Linked DNA regions of Bos taurus: region 1 is linked to region 2. The links are chromatin contacts, called in public Hi-C maps. All regions are on one chromosome and are shown on one strand. The core of a region is the stretch at or near the end of the contact, and the rest is flanking DNA. Distances in the headings are between cores, read along the strand shown.

The links. A called contact is a pair of places that touch in the nucleus more often than the background predicts.
Region 1: a contact with region 2 is called in a Hi-C map of liver, with 5 times the contacts expected there. The contact joins the promoter of NEIL2 here to the enhancer-like site in region 2. A contact is called at or near these places in 8 of 11 Hi-C or Micro-C datasets (8-cell embryo, blastocyst, blood and 4 more).

What each region holds. Positions count from the first base shown.
Region 1 is chr8:7,634,486-7,641,258 of ARS-UCD2.0, forward strand. NEIL2 (nei like DNA glycosylase 2) reads right to left here and starts at 1,860. Exons shown (of 5, transcript NM_001013003.1): 1 at 1,820-1,860; 2 at 9-148. The coding sequence starts at 146.
Region 2 is chr8:7,528,713-7,535,014 of ARS-UCD2.0, forward strand. No RefSeq gene overlaps it. Among named protein-coding and RNA genes, the nearest start is that of DEFB136, 32 kb to the left of the region's middle. Within about 2 kb of position 2,884, at least 6 of the 102 cell types and tissues checked have an H3K27ac peak or open chromatin away from gene starts, as enhancers often do.

The sequences.
Region 1 (6,773 bases), core at 610-3,109, 100 kb after region 2:
GAACTCACCTGGCTGTCCTGCAGCCAGAGGGACTGGAAACTTGTGGGGTTTAGCTTCTTGCTGCTGCCTCCTGTCTTGACCACCTGCTGCCCCACAAAGGGAGAAACCAGATGGTGAAACTTCCTCACAGACGGCCCCTCTGGCATCCCTGCCGGCAGAAACGAGGAAAGAGGCTGCTGACTTAGCTGGTTTCTCCAGCATTTCTGGTGGGTTCCAAACTTTCAAGTAGCCACGTTTTTGCCATCAACTTTAAGAGCATATACAGCCAAAAAGGGAATGTGGTTGGGGAGGGAGGTGGTCAGATCAAAGAGAAACCCCAGGAATTCCCTGGTGGTGGAGTGGATAAGAATCCCCCTGCCAATGCAGGGGACATGGGTTCGATCCCTGGTCTGGGAGGATCCCATATGCCACAGAGCATATGTGAATCCCGTGAATTACAACTACTGAGCCCGAGAGTTGCAACTACTAATGTACAAGTGCCTAGAGCCTGTGCTCTGTAACAAGAGAAGCTCCGGCTCACTGCAAATAGAGAAAGCCCATGCAGAGCAAGGACCCAGCATAGCCAAAAAATAAAAATAAATAACATGTCCCCCCAAATTTTTTAAAAAGTAAGTCCAGCTGCAGCAGGGTATAAGCCAGTTTCCCAAGGAGGGTTGCCTCATCCAGACCCTCACCTTTCTCCAGGCAGCACCAACAACATGCCAGGCACCACACCACAAGCGTCCTCCGCTTTGACCCTGCAGCCTGAACAGGAGCCAGCCCTTGTCAACTTTTTTCCTGGACTGCGGCCCTAGCTCATCTCCATGCTTTCTCTGTCCTCCTCTGTCTGCCTTCCCAAATCATCTCAGCCCACTGCTGGTGCTTTGTCTCCCCTCTTTCAGTGGAGAGATGGCTGGGACAGAGAAAGCTGTAAGGGACACAGACACAGATGCCGATTCAGCATGCCCGGACCATCCTGCTAGCAGGAGCACTGTGTATGTGACAACCACGCAGCGCTCAGGACCGTGACAAGTCACGGGGTCATGTCATGTCAGATCCACAGCCAGCTTAACTAGAGAAAATTAGCCCTGGTAACTGAGAAACAGCTGGGGTTTCATTTTAACCCTGATGTAGGTCACCTGGCACCCCCATCTCTTCCTGCCCCAAATCATCACACTCCACTGGGGTCTTGTGGGGGGGCATTCATATGTTTGAGTCTAAGTGCTCAGCACCCCAGCTTCTAAGACACTGAAGGCATCCCCCCCACTCTTATACTACTTATCCACCAGCTTCCTCAACTGCACAGGCCTGCAAATGATGATGAAAACACAAGGAACTAAGCAGCTTCCTGGCATGGTGGTAGCTACTGCATTTCAGTAACTCTGAAAAGAATTTAAAAATCTCAGAAATGGGTGTGGCTCTTACAATCCATGTTTTCCCACTGTTTAATTAGCACCACATTCCATAACATTAATATGTATTTTTACTTTGATGGCGCTTTAGACTCACTAAAATGTAATGTGGTTGCCCCTAATCAGACCTTCAAGACACTCGACAGAGTATCCTGACAAAACTGCGCGGCTGCAGGGAGACCGGCCACAGTTAAGTCGACCTGAACTTCTGCCAGCTCTGCGCCCTGGTCCTCTCCAACAGAGGAAGCTTCTGGAAAAGCTCCCGTCTGAAATGCATCTGATCCTTAAGATCTTTCGACACAAGGGCATGTGTTTTTTAGGTTTACTTATGGAGATGGAAAGCTGGGCTCAGTTACAGCCTTAAGAGGCAAGAAGCCAAAGGGACACGGATTCCAAGGGGACACCCCACCCACCCTCGAGCCCCTCCCCCGAACGGTGAACCGCGCGACGCTGGCTAAGGGGCTGGCTTGCGGACCACAAAGAAAGGAGGAGGGGAGGGGGCGTCGCCGGCGTCCCCTTTCCTCTGCAGATCGACGCCCCCCCCACCATCCCCACCCCTCCCCCACTCCCCAGAAGTCTAAAATGGCTGCTTTTCCCAACGCCGCCTCCGGGTGATGTGCGGGAGAGGCGGGTGCAAAGACGGAGCAGACGGTCACTGCACTCCACTGGGGGTGGTGGGGTGGTGGGGGGTGGGGCGGTAGGTTAAAAAGTGGTAAACAGCCGAAAAGAAAGAAAAATTCGACCCGGGGTACGGGTTTTCATGAGGGATGCTTCTAAAATGTTCGGTAACTGAGTTTTCATGCGGCTAACAGGTGATGAGGGTAAAGCTGGGGAAAAGCCCTGCATTTCCAACTCGGGGTGGGGAGGTCGCTACCGCCGAGGACGCGACTTCCAGTCCTCACCCGCGCAGGTCGTGCGACGCCGCTGGTGGGGCTCGCGGCTGGACTCACCTGCCCTGGGCCCGTCCGGGACCCCAAAGGCCCGCACGGAGCCTCGTGGAGAGGCAGATGCGAGGTTGGGGACCAGGACGCGTAAGGCGAGGCTCCTCCCTCGAGGGTGGGGTCGCTCGGGGCTCCGCCCCCTGCTGAGCGTTGGAGGCGGGGCTCATGCCTGGGGCGGTAGGGGTTCCGGGCTCCTCAGTCCTAACAGGTGCAGTGAACGAGCTGGGGGTCCTGAACCGCATCGCGGAGGTTTCATGTGTCTCCAGGGGCACCTGGGGAACTTGGAGGGCGGAGAGTGAGGCTCCGGGCAGGGATCTCTTCCAGTTGTCCCCTTCTTTGGACTTGTGACTGTCGATAGTGAGCCGTATTCCCCAGTGGTTCTAGCTGAAGAGAAGTTGAAAGACTTCAGCTTGGAGTGGTACCTAGACCCAGGTTGTGCAGGGTTTCCAGGTCTTAGGTTTCTACTCTTTGGGAGTGGCGGGGGTGGGCTTTAATAAATGTTCAAGATTCTGGAGTCAGATTTGAATCCTGGTTCTGCCTGTACTAGTTCTGTACTAAGCAAGCTACTTAAAATCCTTGGGCTAGGAATTCCAAGGCTGGCCGTTTAGTGGTTAGGACTTCATCTCCCAACTTATGGGGTGCGGGTTCGATCCCTGCTCAGGGAGCTAAAATCCCACATGCCTTGCAGCCAAAAAGCCATAACATAAAACAGAAACAATATATTGTAACAAATTCAGTAAAGAGTTTTAAAATGGTCCATATTAAAAAAAAGATGTTAAGAAAGTCCATGTCTATCTTCTTCATGTGTAAAACGTGCTTATAAGGATTTCGGAAAACTTGAATAAGTATATACAGCTGCTAGCGTGTCTGACGTGCAGGAGTGCTCAATAAGTGGCAGGTACTTTTTTAAGTCGAATTTCTGGGCTAGTCTCAGATGGAATGTTCGAAAATCACGCTGTTGCATTCTGGAGGCCACAAGAGAGAGAACGCTGGCGCCCTCACATGGTGAGTGTGTTAACTGCAAGGGCGGTATCTGACAACCTTTACGCCTAGTTAGAGTAGATGCTCAGGAAGCACCCCTCTTTATGGGGCTCTGTGACCTTGGGGGAGTTGTTGTTGTTGTTGTTGTTTTGATGATGGTGGGACAAAAAGGTTTGCACCAAATGATCTCTGAGATCCCCTCATGATCTTTAAGTGCATCAGGCATGGTCTCCCAATCCAGGTATTCTTCTTTCTAGCTGGGTTGTTTCCCTTCCATTTGACTCTCCCTAACCAGCTACTGCGGAGAAGGCAATGGCACCCCACTCCAATACTCTTGCCTGGAAAATCCCATGGACGGAAGAGCCTGGTAGGCTGCAGTCTATGGGGTCTCAAAGAGTCAGACACGACTGAGCAACTTCACTTTCACTTTTCGCTTTCATGCATTGAAGAAGGAAATGGCAATCCACTCCAGTGTTCTTGCCTGGAGAATCCCAAGGACGGGGAGCCTGGTGGGCTGCCGTCTATGGGGTCTCACAGAGTCGGACGCGACTGAAGCGACTTAGCAGCAGCAGCAGCAGCAACCAGCTACTGGTGGGTGAAGGCAATGGCAACCTACTCCAGTACTCTTGCCTGGAAAATCCCATGGGAGGAGCCTGGTAGGCTGCAGTCCATGGGGTCGCTAAGAGTCGGACACGACTGAAGTGACTTAGCAGCTGCAGCAGCAACCAGCTACTCGAAGGAAACCTTAGCTATACTGCCCCTAATCTTTAGCAGCTTGTGTCTTGTAACTCCCCTATACTCCCACAGACCCCAGACTCAAATCCTGTAAGGAAGGGGCTACCAGGAATTCCTCACACTTATCCTTGTGTGATCTGGTAGTACTTGTCAGCAGAGGTGAGCAGTTACGCTTTTTGTTCTTTAAAAATTGAAGTGTAATTTATATGTGGTTATGGTTTTAATCTAAAGTGAGGAGAAGCCCAATAACTATGCAGGCAAAATAATTTCCAAACATGGGCACTATTGCAGGGGTAGGCTGGAATGGGGAAACTAGCTGTGGTCAGGATGGAAGCCACATTAAGGAATTCTGCAAGGATGTCACTGAGGGGGGCTGGACCAGAAGACTTCCTGAAAATGTTTCCAGGCCACATCCCTACAGCGAAGTCTGGGGATTCTTTGAATAATGAAGCGACAATTTTACATTCTAAAGCGCCTTAGCTGGCATCACTCATTGCTTTGTTCGGCAGAGAACAATCCTATTTAGGATTCTGTTATTTCAGTCTTACCGTTTTTGTCCCGCATCCCAGCCCTAAAGTCTTAGATAATCAAGAACCCTAGAAGTAATGAAATTTTCATTTTTTAAAAAAATTTTCATAAGTTGGAAAAGGACAGGGGAATGAAAAATCTAAATGTTTCACATCTCTAATTACAACCCATTTCATTGGACTAAATCTTTTTTGGCGGAGACTAAACCTATCTTAAAAGAGAAGCAGCACAAGAGACTACAATATCTTTGTTGTAAGAGGGGTCTATTTGTATTGTTCACTGGTATCATTTACTAGTATTGAACTTCATCTGGATGAACTCCTTGCTGTCAGAGATTCAGTGATTTGGAAACTGAAACCACCGGCAGTGATTTGAACTTCAGGTGCATCTGGTTAAAAACCTATGCGATCATGTTTATTTCTCAGGTGAAGCAGGGCCACCACAGCTGTAGGACAGAAGGCAGTCACCACACAGCGCGGGGATGCAGTGTGAGTGTGTGTTGTGGGGGGCGATGGGGGTTCTCATTTATCAGCCTTCACTGGAGATGCTCCCTCTTTGGGTCCTTCTGAAGACCTCCTGACACCACCTCTAAGTCAGGGCCTAAGAGCACCAGCAGGCACCTTACAGGATTTTTCTGTTTCCACTGTTCCTGTGAACCCAGAGCACAGCTGTGTGTGGTTGCCCCTCTCTCCGTACAACTGAGCCCACAATTTCCCAGGCTTCAGCCAGTGTTCTAGCCATGCACAGAAACAAAGAAAACTGGACTTTGAGAACCTAGGTATGCTTTAGTGCCATCTTTGCTTGGATCATTTAGTTCTCCTTGTCACTGATGTCTTTTTGCAAATTGGTCTGCCGCAGCTACTGGAGGGGAGATAATCGCACAGGAGCCAGGGTGGCACAGAACAGCTGTGCTCCTAGGAGGCTACAGAACAGAGGCTCAGTTACTGTAAAGAAAGGAAACGTGTCCAGGGCCCAGAGTCCCCTGGAGCACGGATTCCACTTCCCGGGCTACACTTGGAAGCTCTGAGCCTCGTCCTTGGTTCTGGGAAGATACCTATTTGTGTTGTTAAGGATGGAGGCCTGTTTGTGTTCCAGCTTCAAGCAAGGCAAGGATATAATCTGAAGAGTAGTCTCCAATGTCAGAAAATTATTTTTAAAACTGAAAACCAATCATCTCCACTCCAAGAGCAGCTTGCCAAATGACCGAATTTCTCATGCATTAGTGTCCACATCAGTAGGTTCTGGGGGCTTAGAAGAGGGGGCATCAAATAATCCCCAGCCCAGGTCTAGTTGGTGCACGTTCAGTGAATATAAACTCATGTTCACTACTGTCACCCAAGCCAAACATCTGGGGTGAAGCACATAATCATGGCTAAATCTGCTACTACTTACCCCCTAAAGGTATCGAAAAGTCCAATATTAAGGACTCATGCTCCCGAGTGTTAAAATGATTTGATCTGCACTTCAAAATTTTTGTCATAGTGAGGGGTGAGCCTGAAAGGGACCATGAGGGATGTCTCAACCTGAACAAACACCCCCAGGGGCTGCACTCACCATGTTAGGGCAGACACTTATTCTAAGGATGCCATCTCCCACCCCCACCTCCCCATCCTTCCTCTAGCCACTTTCCAACCATCTGGGAATTGTATCCTTTCAAATATCCTGATTGGTAGCAACTTGGCCTCCTCTTGACCTCCTGGGGCCTCCCTGGTGGCTCAGATAGTAAAAGAACCTGCCTGCAATGCAGGAGACCCAGGTTGGGAAGATCCCCTGGAGAAGGGAATGGCAACCCACTCCGGTATTCTTGCCTGGAGAATTCTATGGACAGAGGAGCCTGGCAGGCTACAGACATTGGGGTCGCAAAGAGTCGGACACGACTGAGAGACTAACATTATTATTGACCTCTTCTAAGGATACATTAGGAGAAGATAATGGCACCCCACTCCAGTACTCCTGCCTGGAAAATTCCATGGACGGAGGAGCCTGGTGGGATGCAGTCCATGGGGTCACTAAGAGTCAGACATGACTGAGCGACTTCACTTTCACTTTCCACTTTCATGCATTGGAGAAGGAAATGGCAACCCACTCCAGTGTTCTTGCCTGGAGAATCCCATGGACGGGGGAGCCTGGTGGGCTGCCGTCTATGGAGTCGCACAGAGTCAGACACGACTGAAGCGACTTAGCAGCAGCAAGGATA
Region 2 (6,302 bases), core at 1,634-4,133:
TACACTGTTGGTGGGAATGCAAACTAGTACAGCCACTATGGAGAACAGTGTGGAGATCCCTTAAAAAACTGAAAATAGAACTGCCTTATGATCCAGCAATCCCACTGCTGGGCATACACACCGAGGAAACCAGAAGGGAAAGAGACACGTGTACCCCAATGTTCATCGCAGCACTGTTTATAATAGCCAGGACATGGAAGCAACCTAGATGTCCATCAGCAGATGAATGGATAAGAAAGCTGTGGTACATATACACAATGGAGTATTACTCAGCCATTAAAAAGAATACATTTGAATCAGTTCTAATGAGGTGGATGGAACTGGAGCCTATTATACAGAATTAAGTAAGCCAGAAAGAAAAACACCAATACAGTACACTAACGCATATATATGGAATTTGGAAAATGGTAATGATAACCCTGTATGCAAGACAGCAAAAGTGACACAGATGTATAGAACAGTCTTATGGACTCTGTGGGAGAAGGCGAGGGTGGGATGATTTGGGAGAATGGCATTGAAACATGTATAATATCATATAATAAATGGATCACCAGTCCAGGTTCGAAGCATGAGACAGGGTGCTCAGGGCTGGTGCACTGGGATGACCCAGAGGGATGGGATGGGGTAGGAGGGGGGAGGGGGGTTCAGGAAGGGGAACATGTGTACACCCATGGCTGATTCATGTGAATGTATGGCAAAACTAATACGATATTGTAAAGTAATTAGCCTCCAAAAAATAAATTTAAAAAAAATACTGGAGTGTGTAGCCATTCCCTTCTCCAGGGAAAAGAGATGGAACCCAGAGATAGAACTGGGGTCTCCTGCATTGCAGGCAGATTCTTTACCAACTGAGCCACCAGGGAAGCTAGAATAGAATGGTGGTCCCCAAAATATAGCACCTTTTTTCTCCTCCCACGCCCATTTTCACCGAGCCGCTCAAGATCTTCACACACTCACATGAGTATCCAGCAAGTGGCCTCTGATCACACTGCAGACTTAGGGGTACACACATCTGTGTTCCATTCTACCTGCTAAAGTCAGACTTCAGGGAAATCCCTACAAGTCCTGGACGTCGACACTGCGCCATTTGGGCAGGAACTTTTGAGGTTCTTGATAACCAGAGTGTGGTCTGAAAGTGGGGTTCCGTCTCCTAGGGGTGCATCCCCTTGGCCTGGCCAACTCCTCTGGAGGCAGGGCTGGCCTCTAAAATGTGGACCTGAGGGCAGGGGTCCCTCTTGCTCATTCTAGGGATGCGACTGCACCTTCCCTGCTTTTTTTTCCCCCTGTGGTATGATATAGTGCACACTCAGTCACTCAGTTGTGTCGAACTCTTTGAGAGTCCATGGACTGTAGCCTGTCAGGCTCCCCTGTCCATGGAATTTCCCAGGCAAGAATACTGGGTTGGGTTGCCATTTCTTCCTCCAGGGGATCTTCCTGACCCAGGTATCAAACCCGCATCTCCTGGGTTTGCAGGCAGATTCTTTACCACTTAGCCACCAGGGAAGCCCCTAGATATAATATATATTTTACTATTTGGCTTATTATTTGGTTCCCTCCGATAACGTGTGAACCCCAAAGAAGGCAAGGATCTGTTTCGACAGTTATATTTTCTGTATTTCCAATGGTATCTGTCACATAGTAAGTGCTCAATAAATGTTTGTTGAATAAATAATGGATTTGGGGAGTATGAGATACCAGAATAGAAGCCAGAGTGGGGGTTCCTTGTCTTCACAAAAAGCTCCTCTGTTCTACAGAGGGCTTGCCAAACTCCTATTTTCAAGTTTACAGACTATAGAGAGGAAATTATGGGTTTTGTTCTTTTAGAGGACTGCTTAAAAGATGCAGGGGCTTAATTATATGTATGCTATTGACTTCAATACATGCAAACTCAATGGCTGTGTTCTGTGACCGAGACTCTCTCCTTGACCAAACTTTACAGTCAGGATCCTCAGAGCCCTCCTCTCAACTGGGTCTCCAGCTTGGCCCCCATCCTGTCCTCAGGCTGCCTGACCCAGTTGAGCAAGAATCCCCCCATTTCTGATAACTGAGCACCCTGATATCTTATCACCATGGGTGTCTGATCAGGTTCCTCACGCCCCACCCTTGCTATCTAAGGACTTGTCTGTATTTTGCAAGAATCCTGTTACATCAGTTTAGCAAGAATCCCCCCTAACCTTGATGTCTCCTCTTAGTCATTTTCCATTCATGACCCGCCCCGCCCTGCCCCTTGGGTAGAAATCCCCTTGTTGTAGTAGGAATTGAGCATGATCTCTCTCCTGCGGCCACGGTCATGGCCCCCTTTTGCAATAGTCTTTTATATATATATAAAATTTTATTTATTTTTGACCGTGCTGGGTCTTCATTGCTGCACAGGCTTTTGTTGAATCCTGGAGTCGAAGCCAGCAGGGGCAACTCTCCAGGTGTAATGTGCTGGGCGCCGGCTTCTCTTTTCGTAGAGCATGGGCTCAGCTGTTCTGCAGTGTGTGGGGTCTTCCGAGAACAGGGATCAAACTTCTGTTTCCTGCATTGACAGGCGGATTCTTTACCACTGAGCCACCAGGGAAGCCCTGCAATAGTTTTGAATAAAGTCTTTCTTGCCATATTTTTCATTTTCGTTTTTTAAAATTGAAATATAGTTGATTTACAATGTTGGGTTAGTTTTTCTTACCCCATTTAAAAAATTAGAGTCAAGACAGCAGAAGCAGCAGAGGTGGCTCTAGCTGGCTTGTGTGTCGCCCTTAGACCTCCATGTGGGGAGGCCCCGGCCGGCCTGGCGTGGTTTGTCACCTGATCCATCCGATCCGGATCCAAGCGGGACACCCCCCGCCTCTCCACACCCAGAACATCCCTCCCTTTCTCCAGGTAGTGGCTACTGTTCCCAGATGGGCCACTGGGTGGCGCCGTCGGCATTAATGGAGGGCGCCAAGGACAAGCAGCGGCTGAAAAGGCGGCTTGCGGCTGGGCGAGAATCCTGGAGTGACGCATGTTTTCATTATTTTGATTAATGTAACAGTTTTCATGGTGCATATTCACGGGTAAAAATTTATCAGAGTGTATACTTTAAAAACATGCAGTTTACTGTGTGCCAATTACAGCTCGATAAAAGAAGTTGTTAAACTTTTAAAAAAGAGCAAAGTACCAATACACATAATAACACGGGTAATTTTCAAAATCATTATGTTGAATGAAAGCAGCCAGACATAAAAGCTGGCGCTTAAAAATGGAAACTAATTCTCAGTAACAGCACATCAGTGGTTAACTTGGGGACAAGTGTGAAAGCAAAGATCAATTACAAGAGGGCATAAGGAAACTTCTGGGGGAATGGAGGTATTCGCTGGAAGGACTGATGCTGAAGCTGAAGCTCCAATACTCTGGCCACCTGAGAGAAATAACTGACTCACTGGAAGAGACCCTGATGCTGGGAAAGACTGAGGGCAGGAGGAGAAGGGGTCAACAGAGGATAAGATGGTTAGATGGCATCAGTGACTCAGTGGACATGAGTTTGAGCAAACTCTGGGAGATAGTGAAGCCTGAAGTTCTGCAGGGCATGGAGTCACAAAGAGACATGACTGAGAGGTGAGAAAGCTGCCGAAGAAAAGTGAAGCTAGCAGAAGCTGGTTCATAAGGTTTAAGGAAAGAAGTCATCTGCCTAAGGTAGAAAAGCAAAGTGAAGCGGCGTGTGCTGGTGTGGAAGCTGCGGCAAGTTACGCAGGAGATCCAGTTAAGATCCTTCACGAAGGTGGCTGCATACCAGTAATAAGGATGGATCTTGCTTTTCTGTTACAAGTTAATCACTGAAAGAATGCTGCCTATAAGCTTAAATGATACATAATGGACCATCTCTGAAACGCTGCCTCCCAGATAGTGAGTGTTAAGCTAAAATACTTTGTTTAGCTCACAGGAAGCACCCTGATTAGGCATACCCACAGATGCCTGCAGGAAGGAAGAAATTAACCCATCCGCTCTGAAGGCTGGCTGGAACCAGGGCTTTACCCCTTCCCATTTGAGTACAGAGGAAGTCTGAACTCTACCTTTCGGAAGATGGCTCCTTAGGGCACAAGTCGCCCACCTTCTGAAACCACCCAGGAGCCTTGCTGCTCGTGGCCAGAGGCCCCCAGACTGGGGAACTGTCCAGCAAGGCCTGAGCAGCTGCTGGGACCACTTGTCCTCAGAATCTTCCCTTCAGAATTCCCTGAAGCAGCACTGGCTGCAGCTTGGCAATCAGAGCAAGGAATTGACATCTGGGAGCCAGCCAACAGGCTCAGTAAAGTCACTCCAGTGTACACTAAGAAACTTTATTTCCTCTCTGTGTGCGGCTTTTTCTCCAGAATAGGCCAATTTGCTTTGTATTTGAGTGGGGTGTCCTGTTGGAGAGGAATGAGTTACTGGCCTTTTACTTGATTTGTGAACCAGTTCATTTGTTTCTTTGGATGATGGCATTCATGCGTGTTGTCTGTGTCTTTAAAAATTGAGGAATATTTTAACTATCCCTAAAGAATGTCCTCTAGGGTACATTTTGGCTAAGTGGTCTGATTATAGCTATGAACCCATGATGGAGACGAAGATATTTTATTCTAACAATGTGTGGCCACAGTACCTGTTAGGATCTCCGCAAGGGGTTTAGGCAGGGTTATCCTGGGACCCAGCGCACTGTGCACTGTCATCCCTTCTGTGTTAATTACATCTTTTGCATCTCCTGTGTCATTGACCGGGCCAAGGACTCACATTGCATAGGGGCTGAGTGGATGGTTCTTGGGATAGATAAAACCCCAAGACCAAAAGGGTTTCTCATTTCATTTTTTTAATTAAAGATTTTTTTCCTGTGGACCACTTTTTAAAGTCTTTATTGAATTTGTTACAACACTGCCTGTGTTTTATATTTTGGTTTTTTGGCTGCAGGCATGTGGGATCTTACCTCCTCGAACAGGGATAGAACCCACACCCCCTACACTGGAAGGCTAAGTCGTAACCGCTCGACCACCAGGGAAGTCCCTCATTTCATTCTGTTTCAGAACCATTTTTCCATTTACAGACTGATGTCAAATGGAGGAAAGGAACAAAACAAACAAACAAACAAAAAAACCTGTCTGCTCCTATCCTAAAGTGGAACATTTCCCGGGGAGAAGAGAACGCTACCATGTGGTTCCTAAAATCACCAAAAGCCCATCACAGAATTCAGCCCAGTTGGTTGATGCCAAGGCAAAAAGGCATCCTTTCAATGGTCAGAGATAATCAGTTGCTATTGATCATTTTACGGTGGTCTTTGAATGGCTCTATAGCTATTCTGTGAAGAAGGATGAAGAATGATGCAATCCTCCATGTGAAAGCTTCAGTGCTATTAAATCAGGGTGGGGAAAAGTCTGACAGTTGTCACCTTATGGTAAAAGAAACTTGAGGGAAAATCCATTACATAGGAAGAGAGAGGAACAAGGGTGAGACTATGTTGCTCCAACTTCTGGCCGAGCTAGCTGCCCTAGCTGCTTCAGCCATCATGCCGAAACACCCACTCTTCCACCCCTCCAGTTACCATCTGGCCGCAGTTCCCAGACACTGGGGTTCAGGAAGCTTTGGACCCTCTCACCTTCCTTACATGAATCAGTTAGAAAGTCCTGTGTTAGTTCCCAGGACAGAAGGACCTGGTCTCGTATCACGGTCTAAGACATGGCAACCAATGGTCCAGGAGCCACCACTGTGTGTGCGTCATGCTAAGTCTCTTTAGTCGTGTCCGGCTCTGTGCCACCCCATGGACTGTGGCCCACCAGGCTCCTCTGTCCATGGGATTCTCCAGGCAAGAACACTGGAGTGGGCTGCCATGCCCTCCTCTAGGCATCTTCCCGACCCATGTATCGAACCTATGTCTCTTATGTCTCCTGCGCTGGCAGGCAGGTTCTTTACAACTGTGCCACCCGGGAAGCCCATACAGAAGTAGAATTCCTATTTTATCTAACTTTTTAATTTTAAATTGGAGTATAGTTGATTAACAATGTGATAGTTCCAGATGCACAGCTGAGCGACACAGCCATACACATATATGTATCCATTCTCCCACAAATTCCCTCCCATCCAGGCTGCCACATAACACTGAGCAGAGTTCCCCATGCTTTACAGTAGGACCTTGCTGTTTATCATTTTAAATACAGCAGTGTATACACCTTGATCCCAAACTCCCTAACTATCCCTTTCTCGATACGTCCCCCTCTCTGCCAGCTATCATTTCCTTCTTTAAGTCCGTGAGTCTGTTTTGTAAATAAGTTCATTTGTATCATTTCTTTTTAGATTCATATATAAGGGATGCCATACAA